Regions from separate parts of the Rattus norvegicus genome. Here region 1 is linked to region 2. A link is a contact called in public HiChIP or PLAC-seq data. All regions are on one chromosome and are shown on one strand. The core of a region is the stretch at or near the end of the contact, and the rest is flanking DNA. Distances in the headings are between cores, read along the strand shown.

Region 1 (4,871 bases), core at 1,332-3,831, 270 kb before region 2:
GCTTTCATATTTAAACAAGATAAAATGTCTTTCTAGTATCTCACAAAAAGGAAAATGTTGCAGCAAGAGAAAAGGATGAAGGAAGAGGAATATTGTTTGTTTATCTTTGCTGTTTTCATTTTATGGCTGGCATGTTAGGTACCTTTTTCTGGTTTCTCTGTTGTCTCCTTTATTTGAATGTCTAATACACTTATTTTTGCTATTATTTGGCATTTAAAGCCTTAAAATGTATAAATTTGAATCGGAGTTCATTCACATAATACCCCATAAATCAAATGTTATTAAAGGTGAACCTGCTAAAAATGCAGATTCTTGTTCACCACTTATTTCAGTGGGGCCTAGAAATGTCTATTAGTACCAAGTTCCTTAAACTACCTATAGAGTAATCTTATGGCAATTATTGAGACATATATTCTCATTATAATTATGCTCATCAATTCATTCTACTAAGAATTTCAATTTGTTCTGTCTCAAAAGTCTTTAGTTTTCTTTAAATTTTAAGTGTTTTCTTCTTCCCCATTTTTGTTAATAGTATTTACCTTTAAGGGTGATTAAAGATAACCTGTGATATAATATTAAATTTCTCTTTATTTTCAGTAAAGTTAAACACATTGTAAACAGATGTGAACTGTTACTATCTAAAATCAGCCATTACTGGTAGCTTGTCATGTTTGCCTATATTTTAGAGACAAAGCACATTTTTACAGCTCTAACTCCAGTTCTGTGTAGTCATTGTCTTGAATCCTGTACCATTTCCTCTTCCTTGTGGCTAGATGTTTAGGATGACTGCCTCTTGCCCATTTATTTTCTCTTGTTTTCTTTTCTTTTTTTTCAGTTCTAGGCATTGAATCCAGGGTCTCTTTACACACGGTAGGCATGTGCTCCGTCAGTGAGCCACAGTCCAGCCTGTCTAGCTAATATAATATTTTGCATACATACGAACATATGTTTTAAACACCATAGATATTTACATTTGATGTGTGTCAATTAATTATGTTTTGAGATTTGTATTTAAAGCAAGTTCACTTTTCATTGTATATTATATTAGTATGAGACCTAGTATATATGATCATTTTTATACTAATTCATGGACATAATGACTCTATATTTTGTTTTACACTGAGATTTATTGAGGTATTTGTGATGTAATGATTTTGAAATGCTGTTAAATCATCACTAGGTTTTTGTATGGGAAAAGGATTTTCTGTGTTCAAAGCAAGAGAAATAAACATAAATGATTTCAGAATTATTTCTTTTATAATTCAGGTTTTCTATATCACTAATACTCCATTTTTATTTTCTTTATTTAATCTGTAATGATTATGTTCATTTCTGCCACGATTGTGTGCCTGTCAATTTTTACCTTTATTTTTGTCTGAAAATATATTTGTAGTTTTTAAAAATCATAAATGCAATGCATATTTATCCATAAAATTGAAAGTCTTATAAAAATAAAAAATAAGCCTTATTCACAATCTCATCTCCTATTAATAATTACCTTTATCATAATGGAGTCTCACCCTTCAGATTTATTTTTCACACATATAGTCTACAAGCTTTTTGATACTGACACCTACACGCCTGTATTATTTCCATTTGTTAAGAAAAACATAAATCCATAGAAAATATAACCCCAAATATCGTCTATTATTTCCTCCTAACTACAGTGCATTTAATGTATTCTTTTAGAGACACGTAATACTACATGAATTAGCCACCATCTTTTAGACACAGGGATTATTTTATTGTATGGCAAAATCATAGTATTCCTGCTACAGACACATTTAACTAGCTAAACGCTGTGTTTATAAATGCTACGTTGTATGTGTATATATATATATATGTATATATATGATTTTAGAATCGATTATTAGGTCTTTCTAAACAAAGGTGCAAATACTTAAAATGTCCATTTGTATTTTCAAACTGCCCGATTACAATTCCTACTACGACTAGCATGAGAGTGCATTTTCTCGGCTCCTGGTCAACAAGGTTTAACGTTCTCTTTCATCGGCGCCAATATGATAAACCCGAAGGAAAAAATCTCATTGTTTTATTTGAATCCCTTTGATTAGGAGCGAGCCTCATATTTTCAGAAGCCTGTTGGTCGTTTTTAGGCTCCTTTTGTAAAATGCTCGCTCCCGCCATGCCTTCCCTTCCCCCACTCGGGTGCTCGTTCTCCCTTTTTGCTTTGTCAGAGTTCTTTACTATTCATTTTTCGTCCTTTGCCTGGGATCGGTTCAATTCAGGCTTTCATCCTTTCACTGCCTCCCAGATTGCGAACCCACATTCTCCATTGGTCTTTCAGAGGCTGCTAAAGAAGCTGCCTCCCTCTTCCACCTCCCGGCCTCCTCCCTTCCCCCCCTCGCCTCGCCTCGGTCCCCTCGCTTTTCTCTCCAGCCTCCTTCCTTTTCCTTCCCTTTCCCCCTCTCTTTGTTTATTTCTCCCTCCCTCTCCCTCTCCCCTCTTCGCCCCCCCTCCTCTGCAGGGCAGGAGTTTTGCGCTCGGCTGCGAGACGCTCGCTGGGCTGGCGCCGCGTCAGCAGGGGGCGGGGCGCGGCCGGGGGCGGGACGGGGCGGGAGCGCGGGCGCCGCAGCTGCAGGAGTCGCTGGGAGTGCGCGCGGGCAGATCACAAGGCGGCGGCGGCAGAGACGGCCTGCAGGACCTGCTCTCTCAGCCCTTAGCCGAGGCCTACGCCGAACCGAGTGCGCAGCCGACGACCGGGAGGAGCCGCAGCCCTCATCTCTGAGGTACTGTGTTCCGCACTGCCCGCCGGGCCGCCCCAGTCCGCTGCCGCGGCGCCTCCTTCCCTCGCGCCCTCTTCGCTCGCCAGCGCCTTCCCTGTGAGCCTGCGTCACCGCGGCCGCCATGGCTGAGAACGGCGAGAGCAGCGGCCCCCCGCGCCCCTCCCGCGGCCCTGCTGCGGCCCCAGGCGCGGCCAACCCGCCAGCCGAGCCCAAAATCATCAAAGTCACTGTGAAGACCCCCAAAGAGAAGGAGGAGTTCGCGGTGCCCGAGAACAGCACCGTGCAGCAGTTCAAGGAAGCGATTTCTAAACGCTTCAAATCGCAAACCGATCAGCTCGTGCTGATTTTCGCTGGAAAAATCCTGAAAGATCAAGACACCTTGATCCAGCATGGCATCCATGATGGACTGACTGTTCACCTGGTTATCAAAAGCCAGAACCGTCCGCAGGGCCAGGCCACCACGCAGCCCAGCACTACTGCGGGAACGAGCACGACGACCACGACCACCACCACGGCGGCGGCGCCGCCGGCGGCGACTACATCATCGGCTCCCAGGTGTAGCACCACAGCTACTACCACAAATAGCAGCAACTTGGGGCTCGGAAGCCTTGCCAGCCTTGGTAACCTGGGTTTGAACTCGTCCAACTTCACCGAGCTTCAGAACCAGATGCAGCAGCAGCTCTTGGCCAGCCCCGAGATGATGATCCAGATCATGGAAAATCCCTTTGTTCAGAGCATGCTTTCGAATCCTGATCTGATGAGGCAGCTCATCATGGCCAATCCACAGATGCAACAATTGATCCAGAGAAACCCAGAAATCAGCCACCTACTGAACAACCCAGATATAATGAGGCAGACTCTCGAAATCGCCAGGAATCCTGCCATGATGCAAGAGATGATGAGAAATCAAGACCTGGCTCTCAGTAATCTCGAAAGCATCCCAGGTGGCTACAATGCTCTGCGGCGCATGTACACTGACATTCAAGAACCCATGCTGAATGCCGCACAGGAGCAGTTTGGGGGCAATCCGTTTGCCACGGTGGGGAGCAGTTCCTCCTCAGGGGAAGGTACTCAGCCTTCCCGCACGGAGAATCGGGATCCGCTGCCTAATCCTTGGGCACCACCGCCAACTACCCAGACCTCTGCGACGACCACCACCACGACCACAAGCAGTGGCACTGTGGCTGGCAGCAACACCAGCAGCACTACGGCCGGGAACACCATGGCTGCAGCTAATTATGTGGCCAGCATCTTCAGCACCCCAGGAATGCAGAGCCTGCTGCAGCAGATAACTGAAAATCCCCAGCTGATTCAGAATATGCTGTCTGCACCCTACATGAGAAGCATGATGCAGTCGCTGAGCCAGAATCCAGATATGGCTGCCCAGATGATGCTGAGTAGCCCACTGTTTACGGCGAATCCTCAGCTGCAGGAGCAGATGCGTCCACAGCTCCCGAATTTCCTGCAGCAGATGCAGAGTCCAGAAACCATCGCGGCCATGTCAAACCCGAGAGCGATGCAAGCGCTACTGCAGATCCAGCAGGGGCTACAGACACTAGCCACTGAAGCACCTGGCCTCATTCCAGGCTTCACTCCAGGTGTGGGGGTGGGAGTGCTGGGAACGGCCATAACCCCTGTGGGCCCAGTCACTCCCATAGGGCCCATCGGTCCTATCGTTCCTTTCACCCCCATAGGCCCCATCGGGCCTATAGGACCCACTGGCCCTGCCAGCTCCCCTGGCTCGACCGGCACCGGGATCCCGCCTGCAACCACTGTGTCCAGCTCTGCACCTACTGAAACCATAAGTCCAACATCAGAATCTGGACCCAGCCAGCAGTTCATTCAGCAAATGGTGCAGGCTCTCACTGGAGGAAGTCCTCCACAGCCGCCGAATCCTGAAGTGAGATTTCAGCAGCAACTGGAACAGCTCAACGCCATGGGGTTCTTAAACCGCGAAGCAAACTTGCAGGCCCTAATAGCAACAGGAGGCGACATCAACGCGGCCATTGAGAGGCTGCTGGGCTCTCAGCCATCCTAATTCCGTTTCTGTACCTTGAAAAAAATGTATCTTATTTTTGATAATGGCTCTTAAATCTTTAAACACACAAAATCGTGCTTTACTTT
Region 2 (5,365 bases), core at 56-2,555:
ATACACTGATCCAGAAGGGCTTAACTGGGGGGTCATATTGGAGGTAGGGAAGGCAAAAAAGGAAGTGATGTTCTTAGATTTTAATCTTTTAATTAAAAAAAACTATAGGGCCTTTGAATTTTACCAAATATCGATTGGTACCTTCTTTATGTAAGAGGCTGTGCTGGTGCTTGGAGGAAGGAAGCCATTTTAGAGGTGTGAGTTAGCTATGGCAGTAACTGGTTTAAATGGATTGTTCTTAATATGGTATCATTTTGCACGTATATTATCATAGGTAGAAATCCAAATTTCAATACTTCAATTAATGAAATACAACAGAGTTTTTAAGAGGTGCAGTGTATGAAAAGAGAGTTCTTGTGATGTGATGGATTGATATTTCTCCATTAGAAAACAATGACTGTGGTAGTGGAAAAGTGTGGTTTTGCTTGTGAACAGGCAAGTGACATAGACATTAAGATTATAGAGTGTGATGCCTGTCAAAGAAATTCAGAAGCCTTTTCTCTGTTTTGTGCACCTTCTGATAACTGTTTCTAGCTTCTTACCATATAACATAGAATATAACATACCACAATAGTAAGATGAGTCATTGTTTTCCAAAACCCTAAAAAAGAAATAAAATCTTGCCAATTAAACATGGAGTGCTACCAGTTGTCTGTTTTCAAAGAGATCTTGGCTGTTGGATTGAGGAAAAATACAGTACGTTTTTAAGGATGACAAAAATTTTAAAATATGAAATAAACAGAGGCATTGGTTTGTATGACACATGATGAATTTATTGTGCATCCGTTTTCCACAATCGGCTTTCAATTTAACACTGTAATCAATAAGGCAGCATATTTGTACACAGCTTCTTAGATACCCCTTTCGTGGCTCTGTGATGTGCGTAAGTGACTGCAGTGCAAAACGCTTAATTTCTTTGGTTACAGCACTCCCGCGACCATCCCACACACCCATTCATTAACACGTGTGCAGTTGGCAAGTTACAGGCAAATTAGTATTTTTAAAATTAAATGGTATAAAACTCTCCATATATCTAATTAAACTGTGGGAGAGATGTGCTGTGGAGAAGCATTTTTTAAATGTGCACTTTTTTTGCATTCCGTTCTCGTAGAAAGGTTAAAATGGGCTGGGGTGCGGAGCGCCGAGGAGGCGGAGAAGGGATATACGTCTCAGGATACAGGAAATACGGTAACAGCGAAACCAGGAGGAAGCCAGCCCTGTGCCTGGAGGGGATCCGCCATCTCAGATCTCGGCCTTGCGCAGGGCCCACCAGAGGAAATTAACGCTCTGGTCCTGTCATACCTATGGGGGACCAACCTTGTGCCTCCGGGAGATCCACGCTCCCACCAGGAAACACGCGGGAACCCAAGCCTCCAAAAAAGCGCTGTGTCCTGGCTCCGCGGTGGGATTATCCTGAAGGGACTCCCAGTGGAGGTAGTACCACTCTCCCCTCGGCGCCTCCTCCGGCATCTACTGGACTCAAGTCGCACCCTCCTCCTCCGGAGAAGTAGTGAAATAGATTTTTTTCCCAGACGAAATCAGGTCAGATTCTTTCTTTCTCATCTGGGACATCCAGGCTCTCTGAAACTTAATTGTACCTTTTCCCAGCTCTTCTCCGTTTTCCTGTTATTTCCACAAATTTAAAAAGAAGAGAAACAAGTACAGGCGTCGAAAAGCCTTTCTTTCTTCCTTCCTTTCTTTTTTTTTTAAAGTATGCTTGGATGAAATGGGTATTTGATTGCGTTGAGTAATTTCACATGAGTTACTTGTAATTTGTAAAAAAAACTGCGGTGTTTTGATTTTCGTGACAGACCAAGGTGTAGGGAGAGACAAGTAAACTGTTCACTGGTTGATAAATTAAAACTGTGTGGGGATTTACTATACTCTTCTATTTTTGTGTATATTGGAATTTTTTTCCATTTAAAAATGCTTAGCTCAAGTAAGGATGTACTCAAGGCCTAATGCCTGCACAGAGGAGATTGTGAAGAGAGCTTTGAGAAGTAGGTATTTTTTCCTGAGTAAGACGGGATTTAGTAAGTGAAGACAAGTTATAATATGATGATCGAACTCAAGTACCATAAAATGTGCTTGTTCAAGGTATTCAGGAATCGTGGAGGGTAGAGATGGCTCTTGATGGAGCAAGAATGCCTGTTAGTCATCAAGAGCCATCCAAGAGGAAGGGGGGAGTCCATCAAGAACCATCAAAGAGGAAGGGGGAATTTGGGGTGGGCTTTAAAGGGTGAGTGACATCTACCATATGGGTTGGGAGGCTTTTTAGGCCTAGTGTTTCCAGAATGAAAGCCAGAGGGCAAGGTTGTTCTGGGGCAGCATGGCTGTAATTCTAAGTCTGTGAGGGAAGTGTGATACAGGGCTGTAGGCCTTGACTGTTTTGCTAAGAAGTACGCAGCAGTTTATTCTTGATGAACGAGTAGCATAGGAGATTTCCAAATAAGTACTATTTGTGTTTTTAGACTCTAATCCTTATTTTCATGAAGCTAATAGCTAATCTGAATGAGGCTTATGTTAAAAAAAAAAAACAAGTTTGACTCAAGGCTCACAATTCCTTCTCATCTCGTACCACAAATCTGTATGGAGTCCTTGCTGTGGTTAGGTCTTGCACTGGGAAGTGGGGAGGATAGGTGACCAAATCATAGCAAGAGGAAAATACATATGTGAGCTAGTCCATGAATAACAGTGACGATTGTGAACGTTCTGGGTGTCAGGTTTGTTGGTAAAGCATAAAAAAATGGAGTCCCATTTCACCTCAAACCTGGTGATTGTCATTCCAATAGGCCGGTCCTTCCCTCTTTTTTTTTTACCTCTATTCAAAGGGAAAATGTGGTAATTTAAATGGCAATAGGGAAAGAAATGCTTACCTAGAAAACAAAGGGGGCTCTATTCAGGGCCAGAAGTGCTTAAAGAGCTAAGTAATTTCTCCCCTGTGATTTAAAGCGTACACAATTGCGTTGGAGGATACTTGTTGAATTTGTGTGGGTGCCATCTTTTTCTAAAGGATTCACATGCTTGCATTTAACCACAGCTCCACTAAAGGATGCTTGTATAGGCCTATAAGTTGCCACAAGTTGTGAGACACTTAAGTGGCCACGTTGAGATTTGATTACAAAAGAAAACGCTTGGTTCCAGAATTGATGCTGTCAGCTGCTATGCAGAATATACTCCCTCATTCTGTGTACCCTGTTATTTAATAGGAATGCGCCATTGAGCTGGGAGCTGAAAAGGCCCAGGGAAAATGAGACAGACTACAAGTGATAGAAGAAAGGATTTCACCTTCTTTTCTTGTTTTTCAGTCTGTGAGGGATTGCAGTATGGTTCCGTTTCCTTGGTGCGTTTGTAAAATAGTTTACCCATTGAAGACCATGAAGATTCTTTCCAATGCTACCCTGCTTTTGCTGGTGTCCTGCACCTGGAAGTTGTGATGCTAAAGGTAATCTTTTTTTTTTTTTTTAGAAATAAAAATGCACACAAAGGAGGAAAAGATAATGGCATGTTCAAAAATAATCAGACAAAACCCAAAAAAGCCAGCAGTAATGATAAACTGAAGTGTTTTCTGTAGTGTATGAAACCGTACACACTAAAAACAACTACATGATCTGTAAAGCAGTTTAGAAAATGTACTGCTGACTGATTATAGTTTCTGTGCTTACTGGAAAGTAAGCATTTTTAAACCTCATTTTCGAATTTTTGCTAGTAAAGGGGAAAATGGTGGGTACTTTTATACCAATTTTATAACAAGTATCCTTTCTGAATTATATTTTTCTAGTAATAAGCTGATTTTTGAATTATATTATAATGTCTCTGCCTTCCTTTCTAATGTGTGTTTTTTTTTAGTTTGTCTAAGAAAACTAGTTGTTTTGTTTTTTTTTTTCAAGACAGGGTTTCTCTGTGTAGCCCAGGCTGTCCTGGAACTCACTCTATAGACCAGGCTGGCTTTGAACTCAGACATCGACTGTCCCTGCTTCCTGAGTGCTGGGATTAAAGCCACTGCCTGGCTAGAAATTACTCTGTATTCCTAGCTTGCTGAGAGGATTTATTGTGAATGGGTATGGAGTTTTTTGTTTTGTTTTCACAAAATAACTTGTATCTACTTGCATACGTATATTTTCCTCATTCCTATGACAATGTGATGATAAATGACAATAATTTTTAACAAATTTCCTTATTTTGATTTTTAATAAGGCTTCCACATTCTTTGGGGGTAGGGGACAGGGCAAATATTGGTCTTTAGGACTTGAGCATTTTTTGTCTTTTGCTTGGTTGGGTTTTTGTTGTTGATGCTATTTTGTTTGGAGACAAGAGGTTGTTACTGGGACCTGATCACATAGGCTGCCTGCTCACCTGGCCCAAGTGATCAACCTTCCTTAGCACTGTGATGGGAAGCCTGGAGGCCATGTCCAGCAAGAGGTAGAACTTTTAGGTCTATGGGCTTGTATAGTAAGCAATTTACTTACTGAGCCATCTCTCCAGCCCTGCTTTCTCTCTTGGTCATTTTATCGATATTTTTCTTCTAGTTTCCTCTTGTTTGTTCTTTCTCTAATTTAGTGGATTGGGCTCTAGCTGATTAATATTTCTTTTCTAAAATGAAAAGTTAAAACTACAAATTATTCTCTACAGCTGGTAAGAATTTCACAGGTTTGTATATATTATTTTGTTATTATATTTTAACAATTACTACTTTATAATGTATCTAATGAATTTTTTAAATTTGGGCATGTCATTGTATGGTCGTTTTGTCTGTCTGTATGTATGTACCATGTGTATGCCTGGTACCTATAGGTATCAGAAGAGAGCATCAGATCCCCTGGAACTGGAGTTACAGATGGAGTTGTCATGTGGGTCCTGGAAAATGTACCCCATCCTCTGCAAGAGCAACAAGCACTCTTTAACCTCTGACTCCTCTCTAGTCCCAGTCTATGACATGTTTGTTTTGTTTTTTTAAGTTTATATTTATTTATGTATTCTTTTAAACATAAAATCATTAACCAAATTATAATTAAATTTTTTTCTACTTTAAGGTATTTTTTTAGTCCTTTATTATTATTTTATTTTGGTTTTCTTTATGTAGCCCTGGCTATCCAAGAATTTGCTCTATAGACCAGGCTGACCTTAAACCACAGAGATTGCCTACCTCTGCCTCCTGAGTACTGGGAACAAAGGCATGCACCACTACTGCTCAGCTTTTTAATCCTTCTTGCAGCAAAAAAGAAATGTATATACTTTCTGTTCATCTCAATAGAGTTTCGTAATATAAAACTTTTCTTGCCAGGTATGGTGCTGCATGCCTTAAATTTCCAGTATCCGGGAGGCAGAGACAGGTGGATTTCTAAGAGTTTGAGACAGTCTAGTT

What was found. HiChIP or PLAC-seq counts read pairs in DNA pulled down with a chosen protein or histone mark.
Region 1: a contact with region 2 is called in an H3K27ac HiChIP or PLAC-seq map of oligodendrocytes, with 14 times the contacts expected there. The contact joins the promoter of Ubqln2 here to the promoter of Nbdy in region 2. A contact is called at or near these places in 2 of 12 Hi-C or Micro-C datasets (the A7r5 cell line and the Rat2 cell line) and 1 of 1 datasets of contacts at active chromatin or transcription factors (oligodendrocytes).

Annotation. Positions count from the first base shown.
Region 1 is chrX:21,229,938-21,234,808 of GRCr8, reverse strand. It overlaps Ubqln2 (ubiquilin 2), which reads left to right and starts at 2,581. Exons shown (of 1, transcript NM_001108251.2): 1 at 2,581-4,871. The coding sequence starts at 2,869. The coding sequence ends at 4,785.
Region 2 is chrX:20,961,061-20,966,425 of GRCr8, reverse strand. It overlaps Nbdy (negative regulator of P-body association), which reads left to right and starts at 1,305. Exons shown (of 1, transcript XM_063280549.1): 1 at 1,305-1,511. The coding sequence starts at 1,305. The coding sequence ends at 1,511.